Regions from separate parts of the Mus musculus genome. Here region 2 is linked to region 1. The links are chromatin contacts, called in public promoter capture Hi-C maps. All regions are on one chromosome and are shown on one strand. Each heading gives the region's core, a stretch centred on a gene start, on an enhancer-like site or on the middle of the called end of the contact. The rest is flanking DNA. Distances are from core to core; before and after follow the strand shown.

What was found. Promoter capture Hi-C pulls out the DNA fragments that hold promoters and counts their contacts.
Region 2: a promoter capture Hi-C map of the C10 cell line shows a contact between it and region 1, with 3 times the contacts expected there. The contact joins two enhancer-like sites. A contact is called at or near these places in 3 of 39 promoter capture datasets (the C10 cell line, cranial neural crest and hippocampal neurons), 1 of 484 Hi-C or Micro-C datasets (LSK cells) and 2 of 115 datasets of contacts at active chromatin or transcription factors (astrocytes and bone marrow-derived macrophages).

What each region holds. Positions count from the first base shown.
Region 1 is chr13:54,626,079-54,631,857 of GRCm38.p6, reverse strand. The region is part of intron 1 of Faf2 (Fas associated factor family member 2); the gene reads right to left. Among named protein-coding and RNA genes, the nearest start is that of Faf2, 7.2 kb to the right of the region's middle. Within about 2 kb of position 2,502, at least 36 of the 459 cell types and tissues checked have an H3K27ac peak or open chromatin away from gene starts, as enhancers often do.
Region 2 is chr13:55,221,908-55,227,281 of GRCm38.p6, reverse strand. The region is part of intron 2 of Nsd1 (nuclear receptor-binding SET-domain protein 1); the gene reads right to left. Among named protein-coding and RNA genes, the nearest start is that of Nsd1, 15 kb to the right of the region's middle. Within about 2 kb of position 2,726, at least 4 of the 459 cell types and tissues checked have an H3K27ac peak or open chromatin away from gene starts, as enhancers often do.

The sequences.
Region 1 (5,779 bases), core at 1,253-3,752:
TAAGAGGATGACCTCTTGTTAGAAGTTAGGGAATACTGGAGTCCTCAGTAATTCCAACCACTTTTTCAGTCCCATTCACTAAATTGGTAATTGTGAGCCATCTTTCTTTCTTATATATTTTTTAAAGATTTATTTATTCTATGTAATACACTGTAGCTGTCTTCAGACACTCCAGAAGAGGGTGTCAGATCTCCTTACAGATGGTTGTGAGCCACCATGTGGTTGCCGGGAATTGAACTCAGGACCTTCGGAAGAGCAGTCGGTGCTCTTAACCACTGAGCCATCTCTCCAGCCCGTGAGCCATCTGTCTTAGGTTCAGCTTCTTCAGGTTCCTTAGGTTTTCTTCAGGTTCTTCTTAGGTTCATGGCAACATGTCAGGAAGTGCCTAACATCTCAGGCTTAGAGCTTTCTGTCACCTCAGTGTCTTATCAAGGATGAAAAGGATGTATTTATTTATTTGTTTATTTTATTGATTTTTTTTTTTTTGTTGTTTTTTCAAGACAGGGTTTCTCTGTGTAGCCCTGGCTGTCCTGGAACTCTGTAGACCAGGCTGGCCTCAAACTCAGAAATCCGCCTGCCTCTGCCTCCCGAGTGCTGGGATTAAAGGTGTGTGCCGCCACCGCTTTTTTGTTTTTTGGTTTTTTTTTTTGTTTTTTGGTTTTTTTTTGATGTATTTATTATAAAGGTATTTGTGAGGTGCTGTGAAATGAGCCTGAGCTTGCTTACAATATAAAGTACTATGGTTAAATTTTAGGAAAAAAAATAAAATATGCTCACCTTTGACTGAGTCCCACTCTAGTGTCCTGCAATCTGAGGCATTTCGCTACAACAAAAAGCAGAATCACTGTGACCCTGGCCAGCCTCTAAAGGTGACTCCTCTGCTCAGAATCAATCCAAGAGGCCACCTCACCTCCCCACCTTTCAGCTTCTCCCCTCTGGGAAAATTTGCTTCAACATGTTTCAAAATAAGGTTTTAAATATTTAAGTGAAAAAGCCACCCATGAATTGGAAAAAACCTTTTAAGCCTTTAAGTATACAGGTGTTCTGCATGCATGTTTCTCTGTGCACCAAGTCTACATAATGCCCACAAGGGCAGGAAGAGGGTTTCAGAACCCCCAGGGACTTGGGTTGTGAACTTATGGGTGGTGGAAATTAAACCTGGGGTCTCTGGAAAGCATCAGTGCTCTTAACAGCTGAGCTCTCTCTCCAGTTCCAAAACATTATTATTTAGTCACAAATACTTTCTATCCTCAAAGTGGGTTTAATTCTATCTCTCAGGTATACCTGTGTGTCACCTTGTGCCTTCTTGTTGCTGTGACCAGACACCAAGGGAGGAGTGGTTGAATATACACATGGCTCATGGTCTTAGGAGACACAGTTCATCATGGTAAAGAAGTCACCCTGCATCTGCAGGCAGAGAGGACAAACCCTGACGCTCAGCTGATCTCCTTTCTCTTTTTACTCGGTGTGGGAGCCATCCTATGAACCTTTCCTTCATAGTTAAATCTCTCTGGAAAGGTCCTCATAGACACACTTTAAAACAACAACATCCATAGGTCCATTCCCTGTCACTTAATACCTAAACACATTATTTTAAATAACATTCCACCTCAGTCCCCCAAAGTGTCATATTCACTCCTAATGCAAAATGCAGGTGGGGGGCTGGAGAGATGGCAGGGCAGTTAAAACCTCGGACTGCTCTTGCGGAGGGCCAGCATCCACACAGCAGCCCTCAATCATAGATAACTCCAGTTTCAGAGGCTCCAATGTCTTCTTCTGTCCTCCAAGGTCATAGTACTCAGATGTTCACAGACATACAATGCTGACAAAATACCCATACACATAAAGTAATTTTAAAATTACAAAATGAATTTAATTCATGTGTAAAAGTTCTCCAAATCAGCCAGGAATAGTGGTCCATGCCTTTAACCCAGAACTTGGAAGGCAGAAGGCAGGTGGATCTCTGTGAGTTCAAGGTTAGCCTGGTCTACAAAGTGAGTTCCAGGACAGCCAGGGCTATACAGAGAAAACCCTGTCTTAAAATAAAAACAACAACAACAACAAAAATTTTCTCTGTGTAGCCTTGGCTGTCCTGGAACCTATAGACCAGATTAGCCTCGAACTCACTGCTTCCTGTGTGCTGGGATTAAAGGCATGAGACACCACTGGCAGTCTAGTGTATAGGCCTTTCAAACTTGGACTTCTTGGCCCTCAGAATTGTAAGAAACAATTTTTTGTTCTTTACAAATCGCCCAGCTTTGAGTATTCTGTTGTAGGGGAACAAAATGTACCAACAGTGAGGCTGGTCCACAAAGAAATCATGCCACAGAGACAAATGAAAAGGATAACTTGCCCAGAGCAGAAAGTTAGTAACTGGAGAGGGCAGAACTCACATCCGGGCAGCCTCAGTCCAGAATCAGTCTTCTCAGGCACTCACACACTGCTGATTTTCAAGTACACACATGTCCCTGTAAGAGAAAGACACTCTCTTGCCCAATGAGAATGGGAACTATGGCCAAGTCGATTAACTGAGAGTCTACAGAGGGAGTCGAGCATTGCAACACCTTAACAAGCACAGACATCCAGGCAGCGATCCCAGATAAACAGAACAAGCCCACTAACAGCAAAAGCATATTGGATTTCTTTTAAGGAGAATGCAGCCTTAAACATCTGCCAAACAGGAAATATATAATCCCTTACACCTCAGTCATTCTCCTCAAAGTCATTATCTTGCCTACAACTAACTCAAAACCAATTTTCCCCCAGTGACTCGTCCCTGTACAGCCTTTTCAAAGCAGTTAATTTCATATAGACAAAACAGTTTTTCAAGTATTTTACTCATTCATAATGTTTAATTAAATGTTTATGACAAGCACCAATACACAATGGCTCGAGCACACACATAGGTGACTCTTGTCAACAGTCCAATTTAATGAGTAGGCAGTAGTTCAGTGAAAGGAACTGGTTACTGTGCACGAGGCCCTGGGTTCTACCTCCACTACCATCTTTCCCAAATACAACTGAACTCATAAAAGCAGAAATACTTAAGCTTTTGAGATAGTTTAGTGGGCTGACATCCTGCCACACAAGCCCGATGCTCAATCCCTGAAAACCCATGTAAAGGTAAGAGAGAAAAATTATCTGTGGCCTTCATACATATGCTGGCATAAGCAATTATAGTAATAATAAAGTTTAAGAAAAGAGAACTAAGTGAGTGTGTTAAAACTGTACATGGGCTGGCAAGATAATGCCACAGTTACAGCCCCGGCACACAAATGAAGACTGGACCCACATAAATACCAGGTGGGTACAGAGGCCACTTGTAATTCTAGCCCCAGAGGCACAGACAAGGATTCCCAGAGCAAGCAGGCTAAGAGGACCAGCCATATCACTGAGCTCTGGGTTCCACTGAGAGATCCTGCAACAGTGAATGCAGTAGAACAGCAACTGTCAGTGATCCCTAATACCAACTTCAGACCCTCCACATGCATACCACACATATGCAAAGGAAAGCCTGCGTGTGCACACACACACACACAGGAAGAAATAAACAAATAGAGGCTAGAGAGCTGGTTCAGCTGTTCAAGAGCACTGTTCTCACAGAAGACCTAGACTCGATTCTTAGCACCCACATGGCATTGACAATTACCCATCACTCCCATTCCAAAACGAACGATTCAGACATGCATGTGAGAAACTCATACACAGACATAAACACTTAAAATATCAAAAAATAACATTTAAAAAACCAAAGAGGTGGGCTGGAGAGATGTCTCAGAGGTTAAGAGCACTGACTCTTGGTTAAGGGACTGTTCTTCTGAAGGTCCTGAGTTCAAATCCCAGCACCCACATGTTGGCTCACACCCATCTGTAATGAGATCTGACGCCCTCTTCTGGTGTGTCTGAAGACAGCTACAGTATACTTACATATAATAAATAAAAAAACAAAACAAAACAAAAACCCAAAGAGGTAAAAACTAGACCTTAGAAAATGGGAACTAGGGCTGGTGATATGGCTCAGTGAGTAAGAGCACCCGACTGCTCTTCCAAAGGTCTGGAGTTCAAATCCCAGCAACCACATGGTGGCTCACAACCATCCGTAACGAGATCTGACTCCCTCTTCTGGAGTGTCTGAAGACAGCTACAGTGTACTTACATATAACCAATAAATAAATCTTAAAAAAAAAAAAAAGAAAAGAAAAAGAAAATGGAAACTATCTCTTACACTCCATGAGGTGAGGATTAAGGCAAGAAAGCTTCAAAATTATGCATTTGTACATACAGAAGAAAAAAGTCCAGGAAGAAACACAACAGTCCTGAGACTGGGATGAGAGAGTAAAACGTGATTTAATTACTTGTTTTATTTAATGTCATATTGCCTAGGATATTATTCATGGATTACTTGGTTGTTTTTTGTTTTGAAGTAAAAATAAGCCAAGCTTGAGAGGCGGAGGCGGAGGCAGACAGGTATCTATAAATCTATAAATTCAAGGCAAGCTTGGTGCCAGAGAGAACTGCACAGTAAGACCTGTCTCAAAAACAAAAGCAAGCAAACAAACCAACAGTCAAGTGTGGTGGGCGTGCCTGTAATCCCAGTTCATTGCAGTCAGGGGCAGAATTTTTAGACAGTCGGGACCATTTGTGACACCTGTCCCAAAATGAAAAAAATGGGGAGATAAGGGTGGGGTGGATGTGGGTTAAAAAACAAGCTAAGGACGTAGAGAATCCCTTGTGGAGACTCACTAGTTTTAAAAGCTAGCTACAAATATATAAAGGGGGGGATGGGGGAGAAGAGGTAATTCTACAGCTAAGAGAGTACACCGCTCTTGCTGAGCCCAAAATTCAGTTCTCAGCACCCACATCAGGCAGCTCAAGATGGCCTGGAACTACAGTTCCAGGGGACCCAACATCCTCTGTGGTTATCTGCATTCATGGTCACAAAGTCACGCAAACATTCACACATATGCATAATTAAACGTTAAAAAAAAAGCACCTGTTGAGTGCTCAACTTCAAACAGGACATTTCCATCACCTCTCTCCCACAAGGCACACGCAGCAAACACTGCAGAAGAGGGAGTAGAAAGGATGTGAAAAGCTGAAGAGTGCACTACAGGTTGTCTTCTGGACACGACATGGCCCTTACACTCATGAACTCACTGCAGCTAACTGCACAAACCAAGCCAGCATGTGTCAGTGTTACTGCAGGCTGGGGGTGGGGGTGGGGGGCATGAAAGTGGAAAGAGAACTGCTGGGGGGTGTCTGACTGAGGAGAGGGGAGACTGGGGATGAATAGAATCAAGATAAATGCATAGGCTGGGCAAGGTGACACACATCTTTAATGCTAGAACTTAGGAGGCAGAGTCAAGGGATCTCTGCATTTGTAGCCAGCCAGTGCTATATTAAGACCATGTCTCAAAAACAAAAACAAAACAAAAAGGCACATTGTATAAATATATGAAATTGCCAAAGAAAAAGATTGTTTTTGTTTTTTATTTTGGAAACATTTTCAGTGTAGCCTTGGCTATCCTGACCAAGCTGGCCTTGAGCTCAGAGATCCGCCTGCCTCTGCCTCCCAAGTGCTGGGATTAAAGGTGTGCACACCACAGCCCGGCTATAGGATTTTTCTTCTTTTAAAGGATAATTTAAAAAAATGGATACTGTCAATCAGACAGTGCCCATTACACACACACACACACAAACACACACACCCTCAATGTAAGAACTCACCCAAGACTTATAAAACTCACTAGTAGCTTTCTTTGCCAGGATGAGGTGGAAA
Region 2 (5,374 bases), core at 1,477-3,976, 600 kb before region 1:
TCTTCTGGCCTCTGCGCACATGTGGTATACATATCTATCAGGTAAACATTCATATGCATAACATAAAAAAATAGTTAAAAGGATAAGGAAACTCTTGTGTATTTATATTGTTCGTGTGTGTGTGTGTGTGTGTGTGTGTGTGTGTGTGTGTGTGTGACACACAGCTTGTATATAAGCACAAATACATAAATCTTCATGTGCTGGATCCAAGAATAGGTTATCGGGCTTGGTGGCAAGTGCATTTTCCTGGGCAGTCATCTTGTTTGCTCTCCCATAATTTTGAGACACAGTCTTACCTCTAATTCAGTGTAAACAAGGATATTTTTGAACTCCTGGTTTGACCCAACTGCTGGAATTGCTGGTAGGCACCACCATACCTAACTGGCAGCTCTTTAGGTAGATACATTATAGTGGCCCACATATCCACATAAAATATAGTAAGGTACTGACAGTAGCGCTACCAAGGTTGGACTGTTTTGTTTTGTTTTGTTTTTCAATTGTATGTGCATATATCAGCCAAATGATATGATTCTTAGTCTCAGCTCCTCAGGATGGTAATAAGACAGAAGGATCGATCATATGATACCAAAATTATAAGGTGAACCTGAGCAACACAGAAGATAATGTCTGAAAAACAAACTACTGTGTGTGAAAAAATTGTTTTTAGTATTATGTATATGGGTGTTTTGCATGCATGTTTGTGTACCATAAGCATGCCTGATGCTCATGGAGTCCAAAAGAGGTCATCAGATCCCCTGGAATTAGAGTTACGAATAACTGTCAGCCTCCATGTGGGTGTTGGGAATTGAAGAGCAGGCTCTTATTCAATGAGCCACTCTCCAGCTCCCATATGAAAATGTTCATCTTACACTTTGCTCTTTAAAATATAAAGCAACTTTAAATAGTCAGAAGTAAAATAGCATACAATGTAAATGGAAATCTTTAACACAGTTAAAAAGCATCTGAAGTCTTAATGCACTGGGGAGGAAACCCTGGGAATGACACCGGTTCAAAAGCACGTTGAGAAAAGAACAGTCAACAGTTACTGAGTCTCCCAACGTAAACTGAGGAGAGCAGAAAAAAGTTGAAATCATGGCAAGTTAAAAGCCAGCCTAAGCCGGGCGTGGTGGCGCACGCCTTTAATCCCAGCACTCGGGCGGCAGAGGCAGGAGGATTTCAGAGTTCGAGGCCAGCCTGGTTTACAGAGTGAGTTCCAGGACAGCCAGGGCTACACAGAGAAACCCTGTCTCGAAAAAACAAAACAAAAAAAAAAAAAAAAAAAAAAAAAGCCAGCCTAGTCTGGATAGCATGATCCTGTCTGAAGAGAAAAACTCATCCTTACATCACAAGACTATAAACACAAAGTTATTATGAGCACTTCACAAACAACGCAGACTTTTATAAAAATGGGCCTTTCTAGATTTTTTTTTTTTTTTTTTGGTTTTTCGAGACAGGGTTTCTCTGTGTAGCCCTGGCTGTCCTGGAACTCACTCTACACCAGGCTGGCCTAGAGCTCAGAAATCCACCTGCCTCTGCCTCATGAGTGCTGAATTAAAGGCGTGCACCACCACCGCCCGGCACTCTTTCTAGATTTTAACTGCACTATCAGAGAAAGTAAAATGACAAAAGCCAATTTTAACACTTCTGATAAATGTATATTGCGTACTAGATATATAACTAGTAAAAATAATAATCTAATGAATCCTTTCAACAAATCTTTATTTCAAACACTGATCTTAAACGTCATTGAAATGGTAGAATATTGTCATGTTCATATTACAAGTATACTTTGTAATAAAATGTAAGCAGAAGTCATTTGCCATGAATGAAATTTTTATAAAAATGTTGCCCTTTGTTAATACTTTAAGGTAGGCTGTGGTGACACATGCCTTTAATCCCAGCACTCGAGAGGCAGCAGGTTAATCTGAGTTCAAGGACAGCATGATCTACAGTGTGACTTCCAGGACAGCCAAGGATACAAGAGAAACTATCTAGAAACACCAAAATAATAATAATAATAAATAGTAATTTAAATGCTATACAAAGTAGCACTTCCCAGTAGCTTAAGTTATATGCCAGATTGTAGTCAAACCATAATATTAACTACTCTTCTTCTACTTATTTACTTTTATTTTTATGTTTAATCTTTTGGTTTTTTGAGTTTCTAGGTAACCATGGCTGTCCTGGAACTCACTCTGTAGACCAGACTGGCCTCAAATTCACAGAGATCTACTTACCTTTGTCTCCTGAGTGCTGGGATTGAAGGTATGTGCCACCAGTGCCTGGCATGATTTTTTTCTTATATATTGTAGTTTTCAATTTTTTTTCTAGGCATCATTTGAAATAATTACAGAAAATTAAACTCTATCCTTGTAACATCCAAACAAAACTTAGCAAAATAATAAATCTATACAAGCAAGTTACTCGTTGATGACTTAAAGTCAGGTAACTTTAGGACAATGGTACCTTGGTTATATGACTTCCCCTAAACAAATTAGTCTTTAGCCTACTGAATTACTGTTAAATTTATTGTTGAGACAGCATAGCCCTAGCTGGCACTGAACTCTTAAGAGACCCTCCTTCTTTTGCCCCACCAAGTGGTAGACTCATGCTGTGCACTATCTTCACCTGTTTATACAGAATGCCAGGGACTGAACTCACTACATTCTGCATGCTAGGCAAGCACTCTCTCTACTACAGATGTGTTTACTTTTCTCAATTATAAATCTAAGCAGGCCCAGTAGTACATGCCTAAGATTCCAACATTCTCTTGGGAGGCTGGGACAGGAGGTAAGTTCTAAGCCAGGCTGGGCAACATGAGGAAAGCAAAGCAAGTCATACAAAAGGGCTAGAACACACGGATAACGTAAATCATACAAAAGGGCTAGAACACACGGATAATGTAATTCATACAAAAGGGCTAGAACACACGGATAATGTAAATCATACAAAAGGGCTAGAACACACGGATAATGTAAATCATATATATATGAAAGAGCTAGAACACACGGATAATGTAAATCATATGAAAGGGCTAGAACACACTAGAGCCCAGAATCTTCACGTGTACATAATCTGCTACTTTGTGCTATTAAGTGGAAAGAAGACATAGTAAGGAAAGATGTTAACTAACCAGGCCCAGTACAGTACAGCAATTTCACTGGTACACTTTAAATTTTTTCACTACATGTTTATTCAAATATTAAGTTTGAAAGCTAGCACAATGGTTCAATGGATAGAAACCCTTACTGTTAAGCCTGACTACTTTAGTGCAATCCCTGGAACCCACAAAAAAGGAGGAGAAAACTCGCTCCAGAGTTGCTCCCTGCCTTCTACACGTGCACTGCAACAGCCATATATACCCACAAAAACGTTAAAGAATTTTTTTCTAATGGGTGTGGTGGTGCATGCCTTCATTCCCTCAATTGAGGCCAGGGTTACTAACAAACAACATCTCAAAAACAAGCAACAAATTGTGTGCGTGTGTGTGTGTGTGTGTTGGGGTCAGTGTGGGGGAGGAAGGGAAGACTGAGGGAGGGAGGGAGGGAGGGAGGGAGGGAGGGAGGGAGGAAGGAGAGGGGGAGAGATGAGACAGATACTACAGAGGATCACCAAAGTTACAAGCCAGTCTGATTGTAAGCTAGTACACAGTAAGCCCCTGTCTCAAGACAAGGAAAGAAATTTTAATTTGTGATAGCGATGTGACTGGGTTGTGACCAGGCCTGCTGAGCACGCATGACACCTGGCATGCTAAGCCAGTCTCACTGGGTATGGTGGTGCACACTACACTCCCTGAACTCTGAGGTAGAGGCAAGAATATCACAAGATCAAGACCATCCTCAATAAAACAGCCAATGAGAAGTCACACTGGAACACAAGAGACTTTCAAAAAGGAATAGAAAACAAAGGATAAGATCCAGTGTTATCCAAACTGAGCAGATGCTAGACTCAATATTGCACACTGCTGTATCACATAGTATAGATTTTTTAAAATCTATTTTTGCTGCTAATGGTAGCACAGAACTTTAATCTTAGTGCCCAAGAAGAAGACGTAAGGAGATTTCTGAGACCAGCATAGTATACATGAGTTCCATGCCAATCAAGACTACATAATGAGACCCTGTCTCAAAAAGTATACATAGCAAAAAAAAAAAAAAAAAAATTAATTTACCTGCATGTGTGTATGCAACATGTGTACAAGTGCCCACAGAGGCTAAATGAAGACATCAGCTCTCCTAGAACAGGGCTTACAGGTGGTTGTGTACAGCCAACACAGGAGTTTAGCAATAAAATTCAAGTTCTCAAACACTAAGCCATCTCTCCAGCCCCTAAATTGTTACACTTCTTTATGGTAATCAAAGCAGCTGTAAACCTATCGAGAATTATAAAAAGTTACCTTTGTCCTCACAATTCTGTCAGTTTATCCATAGATAATAATGTCATAGATAACAAAAAAACTGATACAGTACCTACCTATAAAGACTTCACTTACAGGTGAGTATAGAGGCTTGTACCTATAATCCTAGTATTTGAGAAGCCAAGACTGCAGGAGTTAGATAGGCTTGCCTATCTAAAAAACAAAGACTCTAATATCACCTCTACCAAAAAACTAGTATCAGAAGCTTAATTTTACCTGTTGTATAGTAACACTTTTACCTTAAAAGCTGTTTCCAAAATACTTTAAACCAGTTATGATAGGATACACCTGTAATCAATTCAGCAAGCTAAGGCAAAAGGATCTTTAGTTTAAGGTTAGCTTGAACTACATAGCCCTAGGTTCTTTTAAACAAAAATCACTTTAAGCACTGAATTCTATTACCCTTTAATTGTTCTGCAATATTTTATAGATCATGGCATAGAAATTATTATCTATATCAAATAATTATAAAAAAAATGTGGGGCTAGAGAGATGGCTCAGCGGTTGAGAGCACTGACTGCTTTTCCGAAGGTCTTGAGTTCAAATCCCAGCAACCACATGGTGGCTCACAACCATCCATGATGCCCTCTTCTGGGGTGTCTGAAGACAGCTACAGTGTACTTACATATAGTAAATAAATAAATCTTTAAAAATCAAACAAAAAAACAAAACAAAACAAAATATGTAAGGTTAGGAGTATAGAGGGTTACCCTGTTGAACAAAGCCCTGGGTCCAATCTCTAGTACTGACAAGAAAATAACCATTTCTTATTTTATTTTATTTTTTTTTTTTTTAAAGATTTATTTATTTATTCTATGTAAGTACACTGTAGCTGTCTTCAGACACTCCAGAAGAGGGCGTCAGATCTTGTTACAGATGGTTGTGAGCCACCATGTGGTTGCTGGGATTTGAACTCCGGACCTTCGGAAGAGCAGTCGGGTGCTCTTACCCACTGAG